Regions from separate parts of the Mus musculus genome. Here regions 1 and 3 are each linked to region 2. The links are chromatin contacts, called in public HiChIP or PLAC-seq maps. All regions are on one chromosome and are shown on one strand. Each heading gives the region's core, a stretch centred on a gene start, on an enhancer-like site or on the middle of the called end of the contact. The rest is flanking DNA. Distances are from core to core; before and after follow the strand shown. Region 1 holds the start of 4930572O13Rik (RIKEN cDNA 4930572O13 gene). Region 2 overlaps Zmiz1 (zinc finger, MIZ-type containing 1). Region 3 has its middle 18 kb from the start of 4930572O13Rik.

Region 1 (3,041 bases), core at 59-2,558, 330 kb after region 2:
GATGGATAGATAGATCGATAGATAGATAGATAGATAGATAGATAGATAGATAGATAGATAGATAAATAGATAGATAGAGATACTGGATGGATGGATGGATGGATGGATAGATAGATAGATAGATAGATAGATAGATAGAAAGATAGATAGATAGATAGATAGATAGATAGATAGAAAGAAAGAAAGAAAGATAGATAGATAGATAGATAGATAGATAGATAGATAGATAGATAGAGATAATGGATGGATGGGTGGATGGATGGATAGATAGATATAATGGATGGATAGATAGATCGATAGATAGATAGATCGATCGATAGATAGATAGATAGATAGATAGATAGATAGATAGATAGATAGATAGATAGAGATACTGGATGGATGGATGGATGGATGGATGGATAGATAGATAGATAGATAGATAGATAGATAGATAGATAGATAGAAAGATAGATAGATAGATAGATAGATAGATAGATAGATAGATAGATAGATAGAAAGAAAGAAAGATAGATAGATAGATAGATAGATAGGTAGATAGATAGATAGATAGGTAGGTAGATAGAAAGATAGATAGATAGATAGATAGATAGATAGATAGATAGATAGATATAATGGATGGATGGATGGATGGATGGATGGATGGATGGATGGATGGATGCTCTCTTCCATGTCACAGTGCATGTCATTCATTCCCTGTTCACTGGTGCAGTATTCAATTTGATGGGTTTGCAGCAGGAGTCAGTCCATCTAGAATCCTGGGGATTGAACTCAGGTCACCAGGCTTGTTGGCAAGCATCTTCATCCAATGAGCAGTCACTCTGGCCCTATATTATAACACATAATGTAAACATCAATCAACAGCTTGCATCCAATCCTTTGGGTCAATTATGAGAAGTGAGATTGTTGCTGTTGACGTTGTATCATTTTGAATGGCCGCTAAAGTGCTTGAGCTCTCTCCTCATTCAGTGATGCTCGAAGGGTCTTGTTTGTCCACATCCGACAGCCGCTCTTCAACTTTTGTCTTTATTTAAACCACCCCAGCAGGTGTGAATTGGTATTTTGTTACCGTTTTGATTTGTATTTCCTACTAATGAACCATTCTGATCACTTTCTGTTCGATACTGTGTATCTTCTCTGGAGAAACATTTATCAAATTCCTTGCCCATTCTAAAGTGTGTACATTTTCTCTATTTGTTACTAAATTGTAAGAGGTTCAGAATATACAGAGAGAGAGGGAGGATTCTAGAATCTTATTGTGATGAAATCTAGTCTGTTTTTCTCTTTGGAGTTTGTATTTTGGCCTCAGATATAAGAAGCAGTGCCAAATCAGGGGTTGGTGAACTCTCATGCTTTCTTTCCTTAAAGTATTTTTACATGTTCGGACATTGCTTTGCATGGGGTGTGATGGTAAGGATCCGATTTCGTTCTTTTGTTTGTGGATATTCAACTGTTCCAGCAACATTTGCTGATTAGCCTGCTCTTTCTTATTGTCTTGGCATGCTTGTCAAAAAGCAACTGACCACAAGTGGGGCATGGTTTAGTGATTAATTAGCTGGTCAGGCACACAGGGGGACCAACGTTCAAGATCTCCAGAGCTCATGTATATACTGGGTACGTGTAGTAACCAGTCTAGAGTTCCATCCTCAAAAGGTAGAGAAAGGGAACCCTGGGTCAAGTTCTCTGGTGAGATCAGCTGTATTAATGAGTTATGGGTTCATAAGACAGGCCACTTCAAAAGTAATAAGGTGGAAAAGTAGTTGAGGATTCCTGACATCAGCCTCTGGCTTCTAAATGTGTGCACAGACATGAACAAAGGCACACACACATGAGTACAGGCACTCACATACATGTGCGCCAACACACATGTGAACACAAACATAAACATGCATGGATACATACTACATACACAAACACATGACAAAAAGAAGAAAAAGGAGAAAACAAACAAAAACCCATTAATTGACTATACATGTATTGATTCTATTTATGGACCCTGAGATCTATGCTATGGATCTATATGTTTATTTTTGTGTGAGTATCATAGAGTCTCTATAGTAAATCTTGACACCAGGAAGTGGGAATTTTCATACTTGATTCTGTCTAGAAATCCTTTTTGGCTCCGTTGAGTGCCTTGTGATTCTATAAGAATTTGAAGAGTAACTTGTCAATTTCCATCCTGAAAGGCAGATGCGATTTTGAGAGGGGTTTGCTGAATGTAGACATCTGTTTGCTGGGGACTGCCAGCCTGTTAACAAATGATGGCTAGGCGGGCACCAAACCCTGGGGCTTTTTCTGAGCTGTAAGTGAACACCTTCTTTGCCTGGCAAAAGCAGTGTAGCTCCATGGAATGCTGGGGCGGGCTCGGAAATTACTTCTATTGGAGTCGACCTATTAGGGCACAGCAGCAGCTCCCCCGAGGCCAGTTCTCAGCCACTCCACACACCACGAGGCTTCTATTACTTAGTCCAGCACAGCTTTAAATACCTCCGGGCACCCCCTCCACCGCTTCCTGTGGAATACTATTTCACAGCCTAATAGATCTTCCTAGGGGAATTTTCTCTCTCACTTAGCCACATTTCTTTCTCCATCCAGGCCCACTGTTTCCGCAAGACCATACCATTTCTGGATGGATCGGCCTGCTTGGAGCTCCAGTGTCTCACAGCCTCAGAGGGAACCTTTATCTGAGTTGCTGAGCAAACTCTGGGTACACCAATGAAGGCTTGCTAAGGAGACTCTGGCAAGAGCTACCGACGTGCTCTTCTGCTCCTGAGGTTCAGATGTAGCCAGTGCAAGCAAACACTGAATCTAAGAAGTTCCATGTCAAGAACGTGGGGGGCCCCCTCTGTCGTTTGGAATGAATAACTTGCACCCCTTTTATGGTAAATGGAATGAAGCCAGGGCTGCTATGGATTTTTTTCCCCAGGCTCTAATAAGAAGGGCAAGGTGTCACATATCAGCTTAGGGACCACTTGTCAAGCTCTGAGCATCTCCAAGGCTAAGGAGGGTTCCCAGGTTACTCTGGGGAGAGCCCAGGCATG
Region 2 (3,179 bases), core at 152-2,651:
GGTCAAGAGGACGTGAAAGAGTGGTGGCCTTGTCAGTGAGGAGTGGGACAGAGACCAGGGCAGGAACTGGTCCTCAGTCCCAGATGCAGCTGGGGGTCAGAGTTGGGTGCCTGCCCTCCAGATAGTGAGTTCCTAGCCTCCCAAGCCGAAGTCTATGATGAACTGACAAAGGAATTTTGCTGGTGCACCTGAGCATGCTGGCACACACAGCACAAACCTCTCCGTGTCCACCAGGACCCAGGACTTCCAATTTCTACCTGCTTCCTACAGTATCTAACAGAGTGATTCCATGGAACGGCCCAGCTTTCAGGACTCCCAGGAGGCTCCGGGAGGCTCCCCTGCTAACCCTGCCATAAGCCAAGCATGCCACATTAGCTCTACACTGTAGAAGACAGGAGAAAGCAAGACCCAGCAGGTCTATCGTGGGAAGGTAAGTGAGCTGGAGTGTCAGCCCTGCTCTCTGTCTCCACAGCCGTCTTGGAAACTGTTCACACAAAGGTCAGGGCTATAGAGCAGGACCACTCAGCTCCAGTGGATGAGAACAGAGGACCTGGGACAGTTCTGCCTCTGCTATGAACTACAGAAGCGCTCCCAAGAGGCAGCAACCCTTCCATCTCCCGAGGGCAAACAGTCCAGGCAACACTCAGGGCTCTCCATTCGGGCAATGCTGGTCACTATGCCCAGAATGTTACTCAGGCACACCAACAGATGGATCAAAACAAAGAGTCGAGCCAAAGAGATGATCAACAGGTACTGACACGCCAAATGGAAAGAAAGAACTGACTCCTAAAAGTTGTCTTCTGGCACACCCCTCCCCCCAACCCCATACACACACTGTTAGCAGAAGGCCTAATGTCAAGAAAAAGATCCAGAGACATGGTGCTGAGCACCACTCCAAGTCCAGGAGATGGATGGGATCACCCATTGCAGAGGCTGATGTTCCAGGAACAAGCCCAGAAGACTGCCTGGAGTCCAGTGGGTGTCCCAGAGAACAAAGAGCCACCTTGGGTAAGCGTGGACTGGAATGTGTCTGCAGTAGGAATGCAGAGGTGGCTCCAGTCAGACCTGGCTTAACCCAGGAGTAGCTCAAAGCCCACCCACCCCTGAGGGCTCAGGAGCAGCTAGCAGAGAAAAGATGGCACCGTGGGGAGGGACTACAGTCAGAGCCTGGCCCCCTAACATCCTCCTGCAGCCTGATCTGGTTAAGAGTCCAGCAAGGCTTAGAGTCTTCCTCGTGTCCCTACCTGTCATTTCTCATTGCCACCCAGCAACTCCAGCCTTGGTGAAATGAAATGCTGTCCTGTGTCTTTAACCGAAAGAGCCAGGGACGTGCCTGGGCAGGCCTGGACACCATGTTTACCCAGCAGAAGGTGGCCCTCCCTCTACCCTCCCCAGAGCTGGCAAGCCAGGGCCATTTGCCATAGACTTGCCTGGTGTGTAGGCTGCCTATGTGGTTCAGGCCCCAGATCTGCCCAGGGTCTTGCCCAAGAGGCCCTTCAGCCTGGCCAGGCTTCCAAAACTGAGAGAGTTCTCCAAGCCAGCAAAACCAGGGCAGTCAGCAAGGCAGAGGAGTAACTGAAGTACAGGTGTCTACAGACCCGACCATTTTGCACATTTTGCCTTGCCCTGAAGATGCTCTGAGAGCCAGGCCAGGCTCTCTGCTCCAACTGGGAAGGTGAAGAAGGTCAAGAAAGCACAGAGGGGCTGGGCCAGGCTTATGGGCCCAGCTGCAATCTGGGAATGAACCACACTGAGGTGGTTCACTCCTTCTGAATACGAGGATGTGCATCCAAACCACAAACCCACCAGCACTGTGTCAAAGGTGGCGTCACTTATTATTCACTGTGTAGAGAGCGTTCTGGAATGCTTGCTAGCTGCCAGCCGCAGTGCAGGGTGTTGGCGAGTCAGGGCTGAGAGTGGCGGCCATCCTGATGACAAAGGATCCCACAGAAGTCGGCAAGCAGTGCCTGAGGAATCGGGCAAGGGCGGCCTATACACTTGACTCTGCTGTTGGGCTAGGGCAGGCTGTGGCTTGAGGCAGGCTTTGCAGGGTGCTTAGGAGTTCCCCAGGCATACAGAGCAGGGGAGACAGAATGCACAAAGTCTGTACAAGTGAAATCATGGCTGGGGCCTGATAACAGGCAGCCTAAAGGCCAGGCCTTGCTGTGGAAAGGCCCACAGGATTAGTGAGCAAAGGGGGCAGGTGTCCATGGCTCAGGTGTCTTCTATTTAGATCCATTCTGGTGGCCAAGGGGAGACAGGGCAAGAATGGAGTCTAGAGGGCTTTGGGCATCAGAAGGTCGAGTCCAGGTGTTATACCACAAGACAAGTGCCTAGGACAGAAACCCAATCTCATGGTCGCAGGCATAGGGTGGCATCAAGGTGACTCCAAGTTGCAGGCAGCTCAGCCAGGTGATAACAACCCTAGCCTGAGTCTTAAGGTGACCTTATGCAAGTTTAGAATAAAGTCTTCCCTCCCCATAGATACTTTACCATTGTTCTCCAGGATGTTATTTAATAAATTTATCATCAGCAGGGAGCTACCACGTAAGCAGCATTTGTGCAGGGCGAAGCCTGCACTAGCACACTAGCAGATGCACTGCCAGCCAACTGCACATAGCTGTCAGCAGACAATGAAAAGGGTTGGAAGACTGGGGCTCCAGAAGTAAACAACAACAACCACCACCACCACCAAGCCAGGTACAGAGTGAAGAACAATCAAGGCAGAGCTTACTAACCCTCCCTGCTGTTCTCCATGAGAAATCCAAATAAAATAAGGCGTGTACTTATCACTAGAAGGGACCCCAAAGAGAAAAAATTAAAGTAGCTGTTCAAACAAGGCAAATCAAGGCACTACTCAGGCAGAAACAGAAAGCACCGGTTTGAAGCTGGATGCTAGCCAACGGTAAAGAATCAGTGATAGTCTTGGGACTTGGAAAAAAAGAAAGATGACATTTTTTTAAAGATCCCAAAAAGGTGGGAACCATGTTGGGGACCCCACTCGCTGAGTATCTGGGTGTTCTGTGCAGCAGAGCCATCCGGATGATGGTAGAGGCTTCCTTCTAAGCACTCGTGGCTACACCCAGCTTGACTCAGGGTTTCTCTGACCCAGGCACTGTCTGGGGACACATCTCAAAGCAGGAAGAAGGCAGAAAGCTAGTGGGCCCCCAAGGGGACCT
Region 3 (3,207 bases), core at 515-3,014, 320 kb after region 2:
CAAACCATTCTACAAAGCTATTTAAGCCTTTTTTTTCCTTAGTGAAAAAAATGTTTAGCAATACAATCCTTTAAATTTTCCCTCCAAGTTCTTTGGGGTTTCATCTGATGAAATGTCTACCTTTCTAGGTAATTTTAGCAATTTAGGTTTTTGACTAAAATGCTGTTTCACTTTATGCCAACATCTTCCATACTGCCATGCCTGGGATCTCACCTCAGGGCTACAGGGTGCTTCACGTCACACCGATGCATACCTTCTCTTTGCTATCAGCATCCTGAGTATTCTCTTCTAGCTCTCACATTTCTCAGGTGGACCAGCTGGCAGACTCCCTGGTCTATAGGTTGCCATGCCCTATGCTCCCTAGGCCCCACCCTGGTCTTGATGATTTCTTTTAGTTTCTAAGAAACGTTGGTTAACCGAAAAAAAAAAAGTAAAATATCAGTTTTCTCGAGAAAGCACAACAGACATTTCAGGGAGGTTCCACAGAGGAAGATGCTGAGTTTCAGAGAAATTCGGAAGGATGTGGTGGAGCCGAGGTTGGATGCCAGACAAACACATCTTGCAGATCACACTTCACGCTTGAGTGGTGATGAAATTGCTAGGCTGAAAACCACTGATCCACTCAAACACTGGGAGACAATATTCTTGAAAAACATGGCCCCCCTCAAACACTAGGAGACAATACTCCTTAACTCTTGGGGTGCAAGCAAGCTCAAAGCCTGCTCCTTGGGTGTTGAGCCCAATGATGACCCCGACCTTCCTTTGTAGGGCTGTGGGTGTGATACCCACATCCTCCAGTGGAGAATGCCCACATGGGGCTTCAGAGCCTTCCTAGCTGTGAAGGGTTTGATGTGAGTGTCGGGTGAGTGTGTGCATAAAAAGAAGGCAGTAGACCAAGCTGTGTCAGCACAGCCAGGATAAAAGAGGTTGGACCAGTGTCTGGCAATATCCAAGGACATGGTCTCCAAAAGATGCTCTCAGGAACAGAGAGTGCTACCTAACTCTACCATGGCCTATGCCCCTCTGCCTCCAAAGCTTCCTCCATTAAACATGGACTTTAGTTCAAAGATCAAGTACAATATAAACAATCTGGTGGTTGTGGGATCCTGTCTGCCACCCTGAATTAATATACAGTCATATTGAGCTTATAAAGGGTACAGAAGGGCAGCCTATGCTTCACAGTCAGAGACTTTTCCAAGCTTCAGTTCTGCTTCTTCCAGGAAGCCCTCAAATGTCTCCATGCAGGGCTGATGTGATGCCTTGGCCTCCCCGGGCCTCTTTGGTTTCAACTCTCAGTGACCTCCCTCAGGCTCGGTCTTATGATCATTTATTTATTATTCCATTTAAGGAAGCATCTGGGAAGCAGAGAAAGGGGCTGGGACATGAATGTCTGTGCCCAGCTCTCTCCTCCCCACTTTTATTCTAGAATGTGGAATGGTGCTATGAATGGGCTGCAGCAGTGTACAAGTCAGACAAGATGTCCCTGTAGATCATAAATGGCTCTGATATGCAGTGATGGGTCCTTTTGAGAAGACAGGAGGCAAAGGGGAAGGACTTGAGGGAAAAGATCAGTGAGGAGATCAGCTAAGGTGAACCAGGGGAGGGATGAACAGAAAGAGGGATGGACAAGGTGCCAAGGTTGACACGCAGCACAGTTATTCTCTGGTGTCTCTTAGCACCTTGTTCGTCTCTCCATGTAACCATGTAATCCTGTCATCACTAAGACCGGCCAGGTGCCCCACCCAGCTTGAGAGTGAAGGCTCTTTGTCAAAGCACAATAACCCAACAGAGTTACCTCCAAGCCATGAGTATTGCCCTGGGTATATTAGTCACCTATTTGTCACTGTGACCAAAATGTTGGTACAGCTATTTTAGTGTGTGTGTGTGTGTGTGTGTGTGTGTGTGTGTGTGTGTGTTTGCTGTATTTTTGGCTAAGGTTTCAGAGGGTTCTCTCCATCATGATGGGAGAGTGTGGAGATGTAGAACAGCTCACATCATGGGGGCTAAGAACAAAGAGAATCTCTGTACTTGGAGCTCCCATCTCTCCCTCTCTATCCCATAAGGAGTGGTATGGTCCGAATTCCAGTGGATCTTACCTATAGCCAGTTAATCCTTTCTGAAAATATCTTCAGACATCCCAAAGGTCTGTTTCTGTGTTCTAGGAGTCTCTAACTGTAGCCAGATTGACAATGGAGGTAAACCACTGTAGCCTGTCTTTAACCTAGACCACAGTTACCGATCAGGAGGGTTGCTCAGCATCTGTCTAGTTGGGTCAGCCAAGTGGGGAGACTATTCTAAGCCTATTTGCTGTGTGGCAATCCCAGATGCTCTTCTGCCCCACAAGGACAGCTATGCTTGGCTTCTGGATCCCAGATCCCCTCAAAGCTCATGGGACAGGTAAGTGTGCATGTGCTTAGCCAGCCTGTGAGAGCCCACAGATGAACAGATGAGGAGAGCCATATTCTTTCTATCTTCTCCAGCACAGTGTATTGAACTGGGGCTTTAGCCCACAACCCTTGGGGGATTGTGACAAACACTGACTTAGTAATAGTCTCCTCCTTCTTTCTCAGAGAGGAAAAGCAAGGCTCTGGGGTGTTCTGGGAGGGCATAACTGATGTGCCTCGACTTTGGATGTCTTCCTGGGTGACAGAAACAGAATGTGAAGATGCAATCTTGAACAGGACAGGAACTCTACTCTTACCTTGGTGCTCTTACTGAGCAGGTCCCTGTGGTCACTAAGAAGATGATGACTTTGTGGTTTGCCACCAATGAATGTATTCTGTCTGGAGGATTGGAGCAGACATCACAGTTGGATGGTAGCACATGTCCTTGGAAGGAGGAATTGAGTTCTGTATAATCAAAAAAGGCAATGGGGATTACTCTCCTCTCCTAAGGAAAGCCGTGGGTGAGTATTCAATCTGAAATGTGGACGTGTGACATTACTACCTTTGCTATGAGTTAGTCTACGGTTATGACAAGTGCCGAGTCCATACTTTCCACTGATTCCATTCACTTTCCGTAAGAGTGAACATTTCAGAGGCAAGAAGGAGGTGATCCTTCCCCTCCACGCTGGTCATTGCTGGAAAGACGGGCTCACCCATGAGGGCCACTCTGGAAGCTCCATTCTCTCTATGGTGGAAGGTGACTTTCATTCTTTTCTATTTGCTTTCAGAGGATTGTATATCATTATGACATTTTTTTCCAAGC

The links. HiChIP or PLAC-seq counts read pairs in DNA pulled down with a chosen protein or histone mark.
Region 1: a CTCF HiChIP or PLAC-seq map of the NIH/3T3 cell line shows a contact between it and region 2, with 5 read pairs. The contact joins the promoter of 4930572O13Rik here to the enhancer-like site in region 2. A contact is called at or near these places in 1 of 39 promoter capture datasets (embryonic stem cells), 1 of 15 datasets of contacts at CTCF or cohesin (the NIH/3T3 cell line), 2 of 484 Hi-C or Micro-C datasets (the 63-12 cell line and nephron progenitors) and 12 of 115 datasets of contacts at active chromatin or transcription factors (bone marrow-derived macrophages, cardiomyocytes, craniofacial prominence and 9 more).
Region 3: a contact with region 2 is called in a FOXA1 HiChIP or PLAC-seq map of pancreatic cancer cells. The contact joins two enhancer-like sites. A contact is called at or near these places in 2 of 484 Hi-C or Micro-C datasets (the 63-12 cell line and pro-B cells) and 17 of 115 datasets of contacts at active chromatin or transcription factors (the SCID.adh cell line, bone marrow-derived dendritic cells, bone marrow-derived macrophages and 14 more).

Annotation. Positions count from the first base shown.
Region 1 is chr14:25,141,508-25,144,548 of GRCm38.p6, reverse strand. 4930572O13Rik (RIKEN cDNA 4930572O13 gene) reads left to right here and starts at 1,308. Exons shown (of 3, transcript NR_045718.1): 1 at 1,308-1,410; 2 at 2,596-2,882. All of the region lies in intron 4 of Gm32224 (a long non-coding RNA gene), which reads right to left.
Region 2 is chr14:25,474,908-25,478,086 of GRCm38.p6, reverse strand. All of the region lies in intron 1 of Zmiz1 (zinc finger, MIZ-type containing 1), which reads right to left. Among named protein-coding and RNA genes, the nearest start is that of Zmiz1, 17 kb to the right of the region's middle. Within about 2 kb of position 1,401, at least 109 of the 459 cell types and tissues checked have an H3K27ac peak or open chromatin away from gene starts, as enhancers often do. A contact at or near this core is called in the NIH/3T3 cell line and pancreatic cancer cells, where this site is marked.
Region 3 is chr14:25,159,463-25,162,669 of GRCm38.p6, reverse strand. No RefSeq gene overlaps it. Among named protein-coding and RNA genes, the nearest start is that of 4930572O13Rik, 18 kb to the right of the region's middle. Within about 2 kb of position 1,764, at least 19 of the 459 cell types and tissues checked have an H3K27ac peak or open chromatin away from gene starts, as enhancers often do. A contact at or near this core is called in pancreatic cancer cells, where this site is marked.